Regions from separate parts of the Mustela erminea genome. Here region 2 is linked to region 1. Evidence: chromatin contacts called from public Hi-C data. All regions are on one chromosome and are shown on one strand. Each heading gives the region's core, a stretch centred on a gene start, on an enhancer-like site or on the middle of the called end of the contact. The rest is flanking DNA. Distances are from core to core; before and after follow the strand shown.

What was found. A called contact is a pair of places that touch in the nucleus more often than the background predicts.
Region 2: a Hi-C map of fibroblasts shows a contact between it and region 1, with 2.0 times the contacts expected there. The contact joins the promoter of ATAD2B here to the promoter of SF3B6 in region 1. A contact is called at or near these places in 3 of 3 Hi-C or Micro-C datasets (fibroblasts, skeletal muscle and spleen).

What each region holds. Positions count from the first base shown.
Region 1 is chr7:123,215,768-123,221,666 of mMusErm1.Pri, forward strand. SF3B6 (splicing factor 3B subunit 6) reads left to right here and starts at 3,458. Exons shown (of 4, transcript XM_032353185.1): 1 at 3,458-3,637. The coding sequence starts at 3,608. It overlaps TP53I3 (quinone oxidoreductase PIG3), which reads left to right. Exons shown (of 6, transcript XM_032353177.1): 4 at 289-501; 5 at 1,362-1,558; 6 at 2,551-2,823. The coding sequence ends at 2,733.
Region 2 is chr7:123,357,497-123,363,625 of mMusErm1.Pri, forward strand. It overlaps ATAD2B (ATPase family AAA domain-containing protein 2B), which reads left to right and starts at 4,666. Exons shown (of 28, transcript XM_032353194.1): 1 at 4,666-5,279. The coding sequence starts at 5,064.

The DNA.
Region 1 (5,899 bases), core at 2,208-4,707:
CCCCAATGGTACATATTCTTATCTATTAAGGTACATGTCAGAGATGCGCATCTCGGGATCATTTCTTAAGTAAAACAGATTGTGGATGTGACTGCTAACAACTTTGTTTCAAAATGTTTTCTTCCACTTTGATAAGAGTCAGTAAAACAAAAAAGAGCTGTCATCGTGTTAAGAGACCAAGAAACTGGGCATTTGGTGGGCCAGGGCCAGGGGCATGTGGTAGAATATGCCTGCGTGGGGCACGTGTAGCACTTGTAAAGAGAATGGTTTTTGTACTTTGTGCCGCAGGAAACGTTCAGGCTGGAGAGACTGTGCTAATCCATGCAGGATCAAGTGGTGTGGGCACGGCTGCCATCCAACTCGCACGCATGGCTGGAGCTATTCCTCTAGTCACAGCTGGCTCCCGGCACAAGCTTCAGATGGCAGAAAAGCTTGGAGCAGCAGCCGGATTCAATTACAAAGAAGAGGATTTTTCTGAAGCAACACTGAAGTTCACCAAAGGTAAGCAGTAGCTCCTGCAGCCCAACAGGAATTTCAGAGATGGTTCAGTCAAGTCCTCACCAGCCTGAAGTTTGCCAGTGCTCTGCTAAATACACAGCAGCTACCCAGCCAAATTCTAGCATTCAGGTGTTTGACCTCTGGAGACAGGCAGGCAGTGTTAGGACTAAAATGTTTCTGTGTGCATTCTCGTAAGGGATAGCATTCATACGCTTTCTAGAAACCGGATGAGTCTGAGAGAGTTGGACTAGAATTAGCCAGGAGCCATTCTTCAGAGTCACTCTGCAATGAGTTAACAGGAGCTTGGTGTGGTCAGAGTAGGGTTAGGATGATAGCTCTCTAAAGATGTGAGCCTCTGTATTCCCAAGCCAAATATGTCTGTTTTTGGCTTATCCCTTTCCATTTTTCGCATGAGTTAAAAAGGAAACGTGAAACGAATACTTGTAAAACTACGATTCAGATAACCCAGTGCAGACATTTCATAATTTAGATGCAAACCTGCCTGTCCTGTAGACTGGGCAGACCTCCCCTGTTCTATTCTCATTCGTGCCTGGGTGACTGTGAGTTTTGTACTTAAGGGGGATCAAGAGAGATAAACCAGGTCATGGTGTTGCCCCATTTCCCTCTTGCTGTGGCTAGGAATCATAAAACATGAATTATAGCACACATGTATGATAAAGTTCAGTTACCTAAACTCCATCTACAACAGTGTTTCTATGAGTAGTGTTTCTAGTTCCAAGCTACAGATTTACCAATCCCACCTGTGTATATACCCATATATTCACAAATATACTATGGAATCTTACTTTGCACAAAGCCTTCTGTGTCTGAGGAGCATTACAAATCTGTGTTTCCTGTGAAAGGTGCTGGAGTCAACCTTATTCTAGACTGCATAGGTGGCTCCTACTGGGAGAAAAACGTCAACTGCCTGGCTCTAGATGGTCGCTGGATTCTCTACGGTCTGATGGGAGGAACTGACGTCAGTGGACCTCTATTTTCAAAGCTACTTTTTAAACGAGGAAGTCTGATCACCACTCTGCTGAGGTCTAGGGACAAAAAGGTGAATGATGAGTGAGAAGATAATGTGATGTAATTATTACCCACTAAAGTGTGGTGCGCTTATGTAGCTCCAAGAAAGGAAGATCTGACACGTCTTCTGTGAGAGCACCTATGTAGAAACCTGCCCCCTCCCATGGATAAATAAGTAACCATTTTCACAGAACTAATTAAAAGTAGTCAATAGAAAGTCTCAACATCTTGGAACGTAGGGAACATTTCACCTGTTATTTAAAATTTTCTAACAGAATGAACAAAGCATTGACAGTATTAGGAAATACATTTTTTTTTTTAAACAATTTTTTTTTTTTTAAGATTTTATTTATTTATTTGACAGAGAGAAATCACAAGTAGATGGAGAGGCAGGCAGAGATAGAGAGGGAAGCAGGCTCCCTGCTGAGCAGAGAGCCCGATGCGGGCCTCGATCCCAGGACCCTGAGATCATGACCTGAGCCGAAGGCAGCGGCTTAACCCACTGAGCCACCCAGGCGCCCATTTCTAATAGTGCCAAGATGTCTTCAAAGGAAAACTCTTCTCGGTGTGATAAGAAAGGTGAATAAGGTTAGTTAAGGTTCTGCCTTCAATAGATTATGTTATTGAAATCTTCTCTATGTGGGACTCCAGCAGGTGCCAGACTGGGGAATGTTTTCCCACTGAGTATTTCACACCTGTGGGATAGTAGAGCTTAAACATCCCTTTTGAACTGAGCCAACAGAAATCCTGTCTGTGGTCACCACCTGCTTTAAACCTTTAAGAACAGTCGTGTTGCCAGTGCCACTAATATCTTAGTACAGGATTGAGGCTTTTTCCCTGGTACAGAAGAGATTATACATTTGGGGGCATGCACATACATGCTGGCAGTGAAGGGGGTGGGTATGCTCTGTGCATCTTCAGGTGTGTACACATTTCAGAGAGAGCACAGAGGCTACTAAGAGAATGGGGAGCGGCAAGGTAAAGTCTTTGTCTAGGCTGATGTCTTCTTTTCCTTATCTTAAGTACAAGCAAAGGCTGGTGGAGGCTTTCACAGAACAAGTCCTACCCCACTTCTCCACGGAGAGTCCCCAACGTCTACTGCCCGTGCTGGACAGAGTCTACCCCGTGACTGCCATCCAAGAGGCCCATGCATACATGGAGAGTAACAAGAACGTGGGCAAAATCGTCCTGGAACTGCCGCAGTGAAGGACAAGTTTCCCAGGACAAACTGGAGAAAGTCCATAGGACGCGGGAAAGAGATCGGGTGCCACTCCAAGCCGCCCTGTAACCTCCTGGCCCTCCCCTGGTCTCGCCTACGGATTCGTGTAAAAACAATCGAATGAAATAAAGAGTAGATTTGAAGGGTTGCCCTCTCACTGCGGCGGCCCCAGACCGCGGCCTGGGCCGCCGCGGCGCGGGTGGGGTGGGAGGCGCGACCGCAGTTGTCGCAGGGATTACAGCAAAGGCCGGGACAGTGGGTGCGCAACTCGGGCTGGTCCGGGGCCGGGGGTCCCGGATACCGAACGAACAGCGTCAGCCACCATACAACGAGCCACAACCCCCGAAAGCCTCTCTGCGCAGCGCCAGCAGCCCGGGCCCACCCACCAGCCTACATCCCCGCCCCGCGCGCCTCATCGAGGCCGGTCCCACGTCAGGACCCACCCTATCCCCCCGCAACTCACCTGGGGGCGGCCCCACCTCGTCCCGCTCTCCTAGGCCCCGCCCCTCTGGCCGGATCCTCCGCTCAGGGCCTCCTCGACAGGAACACCGCCCCTTCTTTAACCCAGGCCCCGCCCTTTCCGGTGCGGCTCGTAAAATGGTCTTCAACGCTCGCCTTTCATTTTACCGTCGTCTCTTTTCGTTTCAGATTCCTTCGGCGCCGGAGTCTTTTCGAAAGGGGACATTACGTCAGCACGTCTGGACGTAAGAGGGCGATCATCCGGCGTGTAGTAAAGCTTCCGGCGGAGGTTGGATGTTGATGTCCTGAGTTGGAGGCCGTGTGGCGGTCCAGTAGAGCGAGCTCCGGAGGTGTCCGGAGGAATTCCAGTGTTTGTTGCAGTAACTTTATCATCCCGCCAAGATGGCGATGCAAGCGGCCAAGAGGGCGAATGTGAGTTTCCGGGCATTCAGCAGAAGAATGGGGCGGGGTGGGGGGTGGACCTCGCTCCTGGACTTTCTTAACGGCGTGGAACTGTGTATTTTGCCCCTGCTCGGTTCCCCAGGCCAGAGTAGCCCCGAACTTACTGTCCTAATACTGGCAGTTCCATCCTGGCCCTGTCCTTGCGGATATGCTCCTTGAGCCACAGTTCCGGCTCCAACCCTTTTGAGAGTTCCCTCGGTTTCTTACTCTGGTGTCAGTCCTACAGCATTTGTTGCTTGATCAGCACCTACGACCTACGACCCCAAGTCAGTAGCACAACTTAGTCTGCAATAAGTAATCTAATATCTCACAGGCAACCAAAGCCTGGGATTCTCCTAAAGTCACGGAGTGTTTTGGATTTTTCATTAATGTCTTAATATGTTTGAGCACCTACTGTGTGCCGGAATTGAGAGATAGGGAAGAATTCAGAGGTTAAATTTACCGAACATGTACTGTGTGCCTGACACTAATCCAGGTATTGGGGATACAACAGTGAATAAACGAAAAGCCCTTCTGTTCACATTCTTTTGTTAGAGAATGGGGTATTATAGAAACCTAAGAAAAACTGTCTCAGGGAAAAGAGGGTAGGTCAGCTGTAAGGCTGAGAGGTATAGGATAATGAAGACAGAAAATTGGACTTGGTGAGATGCATTATTTTGGTGACCCTACTGATGATCGTTTCAGTGGGTGAAAATTTGGTTGCAGAGGGATGAAAAGAGGTTGGAAGTTAAGAAAATAGAGATGGCTCTTCAAGTTTTCATGTGAATAGGGAGCACAGAGGTTGAATAATAGTTGAGTTTATATAAGGTGTATTTGTGTGTCACTGAGAATGATCCAGTAGAATGGGAGAAATTGATGATGTGGGAGAAAGATGAGGTAAGTTCAGGAGTGAAGGTTTTTTTTTTGTTGTTGTTGTTGTTTTTTTTTTTTAAGATTTTATTTATTCATTTGACACAGAGAGATCACCAGTAGGCAGAGAGGCAGGCAGAGAGAGAGAGAGAGGAGGAAGCAGGCTCCCCGCGGAGCAGAGAACCCGATGCGGGACTCGATCCCAGGACCCTGAGATCATGACCTGAGCCGAAGGCGGCGGCTTAACCCACTGAGCCACCCAGGCGCCCAGGAGTGAAGGTTTTTGAGTAGAGGATGACAGGAAGAGGGGGTGGATATGGATGAATTTAGATCGGTGGGTTTAGTGACATGAATATAAGGTACTTACCATTTGGTGATATATATTTTCTTCAGTAAGCAAGAGGCAAGATCAGTTCCTAGGATAGGCAAGGAAGAGGTTACAATGGAACTCAGATGTTAGAGGGAGTGGTGGCGGTAAGGTTTGAGGAAAGAAAGTGTGATACAGTATCGTATAGAGTGAGAAAGCAGATTTATGGGAGAAGTGTATTATAATTGGAAGTGTCGATTGTCTGTTTGAACTCAGTCCGAAATCTTAAATCTAAAACTTTATTGTACTTATTTGTTGACCATTTGTCACCACTACTAGTTTGAGGACGGGGAATAAGTATCCTCTTTTTCCTCTTATACAACACGTAGCGTAATACCTTAAAAAGCTGCCAGTTGAATAGTTTTTGAGCAAATAGTTTTTGAGCAGAAGTACATTTGAGCAAATGTACTTGTACATTGTATTGTACAAGTACAATACAATACAATTGGATTGTATTCAATTACATACAATCCAGTATGTAATTGAATATGTTAATAAAAACACAGGAGTGAACTCAGGATGGGAGATATATATTTGAGAGTCATCAACTTACTGTGGAAACCATCTGTGTGATTAAGAGATCAAAGAGTGTAGAATTAAGGAGAGTTATACAAAGAGTCAAAAAGGAGTCTAAAAGTAAAACTCTGTAGAAGAGCATATTTTAATGGCAAATAAGAGTGAGAAGAACTAGCCAGAGTGGTAGGAAGTAAAAGTGCCAAAAATAGTCAACACTGTCAGAAGCCTCAGAAGTTAAGCGTGACGACAATTGAACACTGAAGTTAAAAGGTCTTAATGCGGGGCGCCTGGGTGGCTCAGTGGGTTAAAGCCTCTGCCTTCAGCTCAGGTCATGATCTCAGGGTCCTGGGATCAATCCCCATGACGGGCTCTCTGCTCCGTGAGAAGCCTGCTTCCCCCCCTCCCCCTGCCCCATTTGCTTCCCTGCGTACTGGTGATCTCTCTCTCTGTCAAATAAATAAAATCTTTTTAAAAAAGAAAAAAATAAAGTTACTACCAGG
Region 2 (6,129 bases), core at 3,416-5,915, 140 kb after region 1:
TCTTAATCATCTGAGCCACCCGGGCATCCCTACAGTTCTATTTTTAAGTAATCTCTACACCCAGCGTGGATCTTGAATATACAACCCTGACATCAAGAGTTGCCTGTTGCAGTGACTGAGCTAGCAGGTATCCCCATGGAACTAAGTTTTAGATTTTCCTGAGATGTAATTTTTCATTTTTTTTCCTTTTATAGATTGCCCCTTTGGTGTTACCTTTAAGAACTCTTTTTACTTTTGTAATTCCTAGCTCATTCTTTTAAAATTTAAAAGAATTTAAAATTCTTTTAAAAAATTTAAATTTTTGCTTGTTATTTTTTAATCTTTTATATTATGTACTTGAATATGAATCTGTAGGCCTCATTCTGTTGTCTGTTCTTTTCTGCTGGCTTTCATGATTTTTTTAATGTTTTGTGATTTTTTTTTAAGGGATTTGTATTTATGAGATTTAATTTTTTTGCATGTCCTCTGAAAGTGCATTCTTTCACAGATAATGTATGTTTGCTTTTCCTTTGTGCTAAGAATCACTTTTGACTTGAGCCTGTATAACTAAAGTTATTGTCCCAAGTTTCTTCATACCTAATAGATTTAGTGAATTTAGGCTGTAAATCTGAGGACCACTTCGTTGTTCTGAATTCTCAAGGGATGTCTTTTTTTCCTCTTCATTCTTAGTGTAGATGTTGGGAAAGGCAGTTTTCCTCATAGTTTCCTGAGGATGGGTGGTGGGAAGGTTAGCAGGTTTATTTCTAGTTCGTCCTTATACTTGGGTGTATCCTTTTGTACCAGGATTTTGCAGGGTGATTGAATTAGATGCTTTAACTTGAGCAGGTTCTGGGGTTTGTCTTGACCTTTTTTCTTTCTTTCTTTTTTTTTTTTTTTTAAGATTTTATTTATTTGTTTATCAGAGAATGAGAGAACACAAGCAGGCAGAGTGGCAGGTAGAGGGAGAAGCAGGCTCCCTGTTGAACAAGGAGCCTGATGCAGGATTTCATCCCAGGACTCTGGGATCATGACCTAAGCTGAAGGGAGATGCTTAACTGAGTGAGCCACCCAGGTGTCCCACCAGCTCATTTAGTTTTTTTTTCCTTTTAAGTGATTTTTAAAAAATATTTAATTTATTTATTTGACAGACAGAGATCACAAGTAGGCAGAGAGGCAAGCAGGCAGAGGGAGGGGGAAGTAGGCTGCCCGCCGAGCAGAGAGCCTGATGCCGGGCTCAATCCCAGGACCCTGAGATCATAACCTGAGCCAAAGGCAGAGGCTTAACCCACTGAGCCATCCAGGCAGCCCCAACTTATGTAGTTTTAAGCAAAGTTTAAAAACAGATTTTTATCAACTTTTTCTCTGGTTCATATTGCAGATAAAAAAGCAACTCTTTGTTATCTTCTTCACGTCTTCCTTTTTTTCTTTTTTTAAAGTCTTCCTTTCTTTTGTACATAATATTCCCTTATTCTATTTGGTGGTTCAAGATGCATCTCAGGACTTTCCTTTTTTTTTTTTTTTAAGATTTTATTTATTTATTTGACAGACAGAGATCACAAGTAGGCAGAGAGGCAGGCAGAGAGAGAGGAAGGGAAGCAGGCTTCCTATTGAGCAGAGAGCCCGACATGGTACTCTATCCCAGGACCCTGGGATCACGATGCAAGCTGAAGGCAGAGGCTTTAACCCACTGAGCCACCCAGATGCCCCATCTCAGGGCTTTCCTTAAGGCCCTGCTTGAATTAGAGGTCTGTGCCTCATTCTTAGTCACATTATATTGCAGCTTGCTGGTTTCTTGCCTGTCTTCTTCCTTTTTTTTTTTTTTTTAAGATTTTATTTATTTATTGGGACGCCTGGGTGGCTCAGTTGTCTAAGCAGCTGCCTTCAGCTCAGGTCATGATCCCAGGGTCCTGGAATCGAGTCCCACATTGGGCTCCTTGCTCGGCAGGGAGCCTGCTTCTCCCTCTGCCTCTGCCTGCCTCTTTGTCTGCCTGTGCTCACTCACTCTCTCTCCCTCTGTCTCTGGCAAATAAATAAATAAAATCTTTTAAAAAATTTATTTATTTATTTATTTGACAGAGAGAGATCACAAGTAGGCAGAGAGGTAGGCAGAGAGAGGGAGGAGGAAGCAGGCTCCCTCCTGAGCAGAGAGCCCGATGTGGGACTCGATCCCAGGACCCTGAGATCATGACCTGAGCCGAAGGCAGCGGCTTAACCCACTGAACCACCCAGGTGCCCTCTTGCTTGTCTTCTTGATTCCCTCTTGCCTGTAAGTAATTTGGAGGGCCAGAACTATGTGTTGCTATTTAAAAAAAAAAAATTTCCCTATTTCTTGGCCTGGCAGAGTACCCAAGACCAGATGGGTTCAGAGCGAACATTTATTGACAGTAAATGGTACCGGTTATTGATGTGGGATTGTTGAACCCAATGGTGAAGACAGAATTCTTGAGATGTTTTACAGTACAAAAAGGTGTGTCTTTATTACAGTACGGGGACAGGACCTGTGGGTAAAGAGAGTTGCATTGTGACTGTGAGGAGTGACGAAATATATAGGGTTTTGTATCCTGTGGAGGTGAAGTTGACCTTAGGGCTCTAGGATGTTGAGTCTGTAGGTTCCTGGAGGTCTATTAGTAAGATTGTTTTTCTTTTCTTTCTTTTCTCTCTCTCTCTTTTAATATTATTTATTTATTTCTGAAAGTGGGGGGGGGTGTCTGGGGAGGGGAGGGGTGGGAGGAGAGTGAGAGAGTCTCAAGCCAATTGTTTTGAGCAAGGAGCCGAATGCGGGACTCGATCCCAGGACCCTGGGATTGACCTGAGCAGAAGGCAGCAGCTTAATTGACTGAGCCACCCAGGCGTCCCTCTTTTCCTTTTTAAAAAAGCTTCATTTAATCTCTATATCCAACATGAGGCTCGAACTCATGACCCCAAATCAAGAGTCACATGCTCCTCTGAGCCAGCCAGGTGCCCCAAGATTGTGTTTTTCTTGTAAATCATTAAGACAGCTACAAACGGGTTTTAGCTCAGGTTGTGATCCTGGAGTCCCGGAACTGAGCCAGGTGTTGGCTCCCTGCTCTGCCAGGAGGCTGCTTTTCCTTCTGCTCCTTACCTAGCTCATGTGCTCTCTCTTCTCTCTCTCAAATAGTTGAATTAAATCTTAAAAAAAAAAAAAACCCAAAAAACAAAACAAAATCCACACACACGACAAAAACATAGCTACAAACAAAAATAGTAAAGTTTCATGTCCTACATAACTGGGATATTTATCAGTTGACTATTTGTTTTTCCCCTGCTGTTGTTAGGCAGCCACTAGTGCCTGAGGAAAATTAAATATATACATATGGTACCTTAAGGGGGGGGGTGCTTTATGGGCTGCCAGCTTGTGTTTTGCCCTCTCATCAAGAATAATAGCTCAAATCATATCTGGCTTTCTCAATGGAGGACTATATAAACAAAGACAGAAACAAAACAGGGAGGAAAGCACACAAATCCTTCATATTCTAATTTGCATGCAGGACACTTCATATACAAACGAAAACCTGTCTCTCTATTACTTTTTTTTTTTTTTTAAACCAGCCTCTTTCTATAGGAAAACTGTATTCCCTTCAGGGGTCTCCTACAAAGCTAACTGATTCAAGAAAACCAGGTCTGTTTCCATTATAAGGTCTCCACACCCATAAGACGCTGGTTTTTAAGTGGTGGGTGGTATGTTGCAATAATGGAAGTGGACTTCGCCTATTATCCTGGCATCCATACTTCTTTCCAAGCAGAACTATTACCTCCATTCGGTGCTGGACGAAGTTTTGTTCAACGACGGCGCTTAGATGGCCAGAATGCTTTAATTTTGATGCAGCTTGAGTATTTTTACAGGATTTTTCTTGAGCCTTCAATTGTTCTTACTGCAGCAAACGGGAAGAATTTAAGCCCAGTGAATAACAGACTATCGCGAAAATATCGAGAATTTTGGTGAAATTAACATAATTTCTACTTTACTGGAGAGATTTTCATATTGTTTTAAACCTTGAAAGTTAAATCACAAATTTTATACTTTGTGTTCAGCTTTATATATTCGTAATTCTTGCGCGGGTGGGAGCGACCGTGATAAAGGAGACTCTTAAGAGAAAGAATTCATTCTTTGTGATTCTTTCATCTACCTGGCTAAGGTTACATACAGAAAACGACCCTTTCTTGTTTTGTATACAGACGCAGGGGCCTAGCGTTTGTACTTCCTTAAACTTCACACGTGCCAGAAGCCGCATAGATCTATTCTACTAGAGTCTTATTTTTACAGCCACGAAAAGTGAGACTCAAGTTCGGTGTCCTGCTTCAGACACCTCTGGGATTTCCAACTCAGGTCACCGCGCCCTCGTGTTCCCGTCTATCTCCCGCCTTTGTCGGTCGTTCCTTACTCCATGCAGCCCATCTGGGGCGATGGTGCAGATGCTAGGGTACTAGGGTCGGGAAGGTAGTGAGAATTCCAAAGACAGCTCCTGCGCTCTCTCACCCCCAAGCCCCTTCTGGTTAGTCCCATCCCCCTCCCGGACGCCCAGCCAGACCTGGAAACCATAGAGCTCCCACAGCCCAGAGCGTCCCTTCTCGGGCCGCCGAGCGCTGACGCCGCGCCGCTGGGCGGGGTCTCCTCGAGGGGCGGAGGGAGAGGAGGGGGAAACCAGGCAGGAGAAGGGCTGGCCAGCCTTGCAGCGCCCCGCAGCGGCCACGGCCGGAAGCACGGTCTCGTCGGCCCTGCGGCGCTGGATCCCTGACGCACGGAGCTCGAGAGCGAGAGCGAGAGAGAAAGGGGCAGAAATGGCGGCTCCGCTTGGCTCCCGCTGAGGAGGGTGAAGCCGGTGGAGGGTCTGAGCTGTCGGCCTGGAGCATCGCTCCCGCTTCCCGCTTTCTGCCTTCTCACGCCTACTTCTCTTCCTCTGCCCTACTCTCGCCTGTCCTCGTCTACGCTCCGCAGAGTGCGGGTCGGCTCGTCTCTCCCGGCCCGGCTCCACTGGCCCTGATTGCCCGGCCGGCGGGCCGGCCTTCCTTGGCTCTCCCGGGCGCGGCGGGCGCGGTGTGGACCCCGTCCTCCTGGCTGGACCATGGTGAACACCCGGAAGAGCTCTCTGCGTCTTCTCGGGTCGAAGTCGCCTGGGCCCGGGCCTGGGCCTGGGGCCGGAGCAGAGCCTGGGGCGACCGGAGGCAGCAGCCATTTCATCTCCTCTCGGACCCGCTCCTCCAAGACCCGCGCTGCCAGCTGCCCCGGCGCCAAGGCCGGGGGAAGCGGTGGCGCCGGCGTCGCTCTGGAAGAGGCCCGGGTAAGAGCGCGGCGGCCCGAGTCCGGAGGCTGGCGAGGGCCGGCCCGGCCGCCGGGGCTTTGTCTGGCCGGGTTAGGGCAGGAAGCCTCCAGCGGAGACCGCTTGGGCGGCTGGGGACCGGGTCTGCGGGTGCGGTGAAGGATGGCACCCGGCTAGGCAGGGCTGCGACAGCTTTGCTGGTCCGGCTCTTTTGTGTGAGGAACAGGACTGGAGTGTGGGGGGAGAGAGCTCTGGGGGGTCTTTTCGGGGACATCAGAACGGTCGGCTTTCCGTGTCCTTGCCGTGCCTTAGAGGGGAATTCTAGGGAAGCCGGAGCGGAGGGCCGGAGTCCCCGGGTGGAAGGGCTGGGGAAGAGAAGTGAAAGTTTTCTGCGGTGTCAAACCCTTCTTGTAAGTGTGTCAGCTCCTGCCGGTGTCTCAACTCCAGCTTACTCTCAAACTGTTTGGGGGTGGTTCAAGTTGGTGAGGAAGTGAACGGAGAGCTCCAGTTGGCAGCCAGGCAGGGATGCTGAAAAAAGTTTGGAGCTGCTCTGACACCAACTTTAGAAACAAAATCAACGCTATCGCCTCTCCAGGCAGCAGAGATCAAGCAGGATTTTGGTGGCTGGGGAATCAGCCAGCTAGCGAGCCAGGGTTCTAGCAGGGACCCAGGAGAGCTTTCCAGTAGAGCTTCAAGTCTCAAAAGGGGCACGTCGAATGTTTTGGATTGTACACACTGTCTTCAGATTGTATGGTTTCCTGGATGTCTGCATTTTTGTTATGGGAATAGTTGATAGAAGGTGAATTGACACGATGGTCACACAGTCGCACACGTGACATTTGAAGAAGGCTGGAGATTTAGTTTTTTTAAA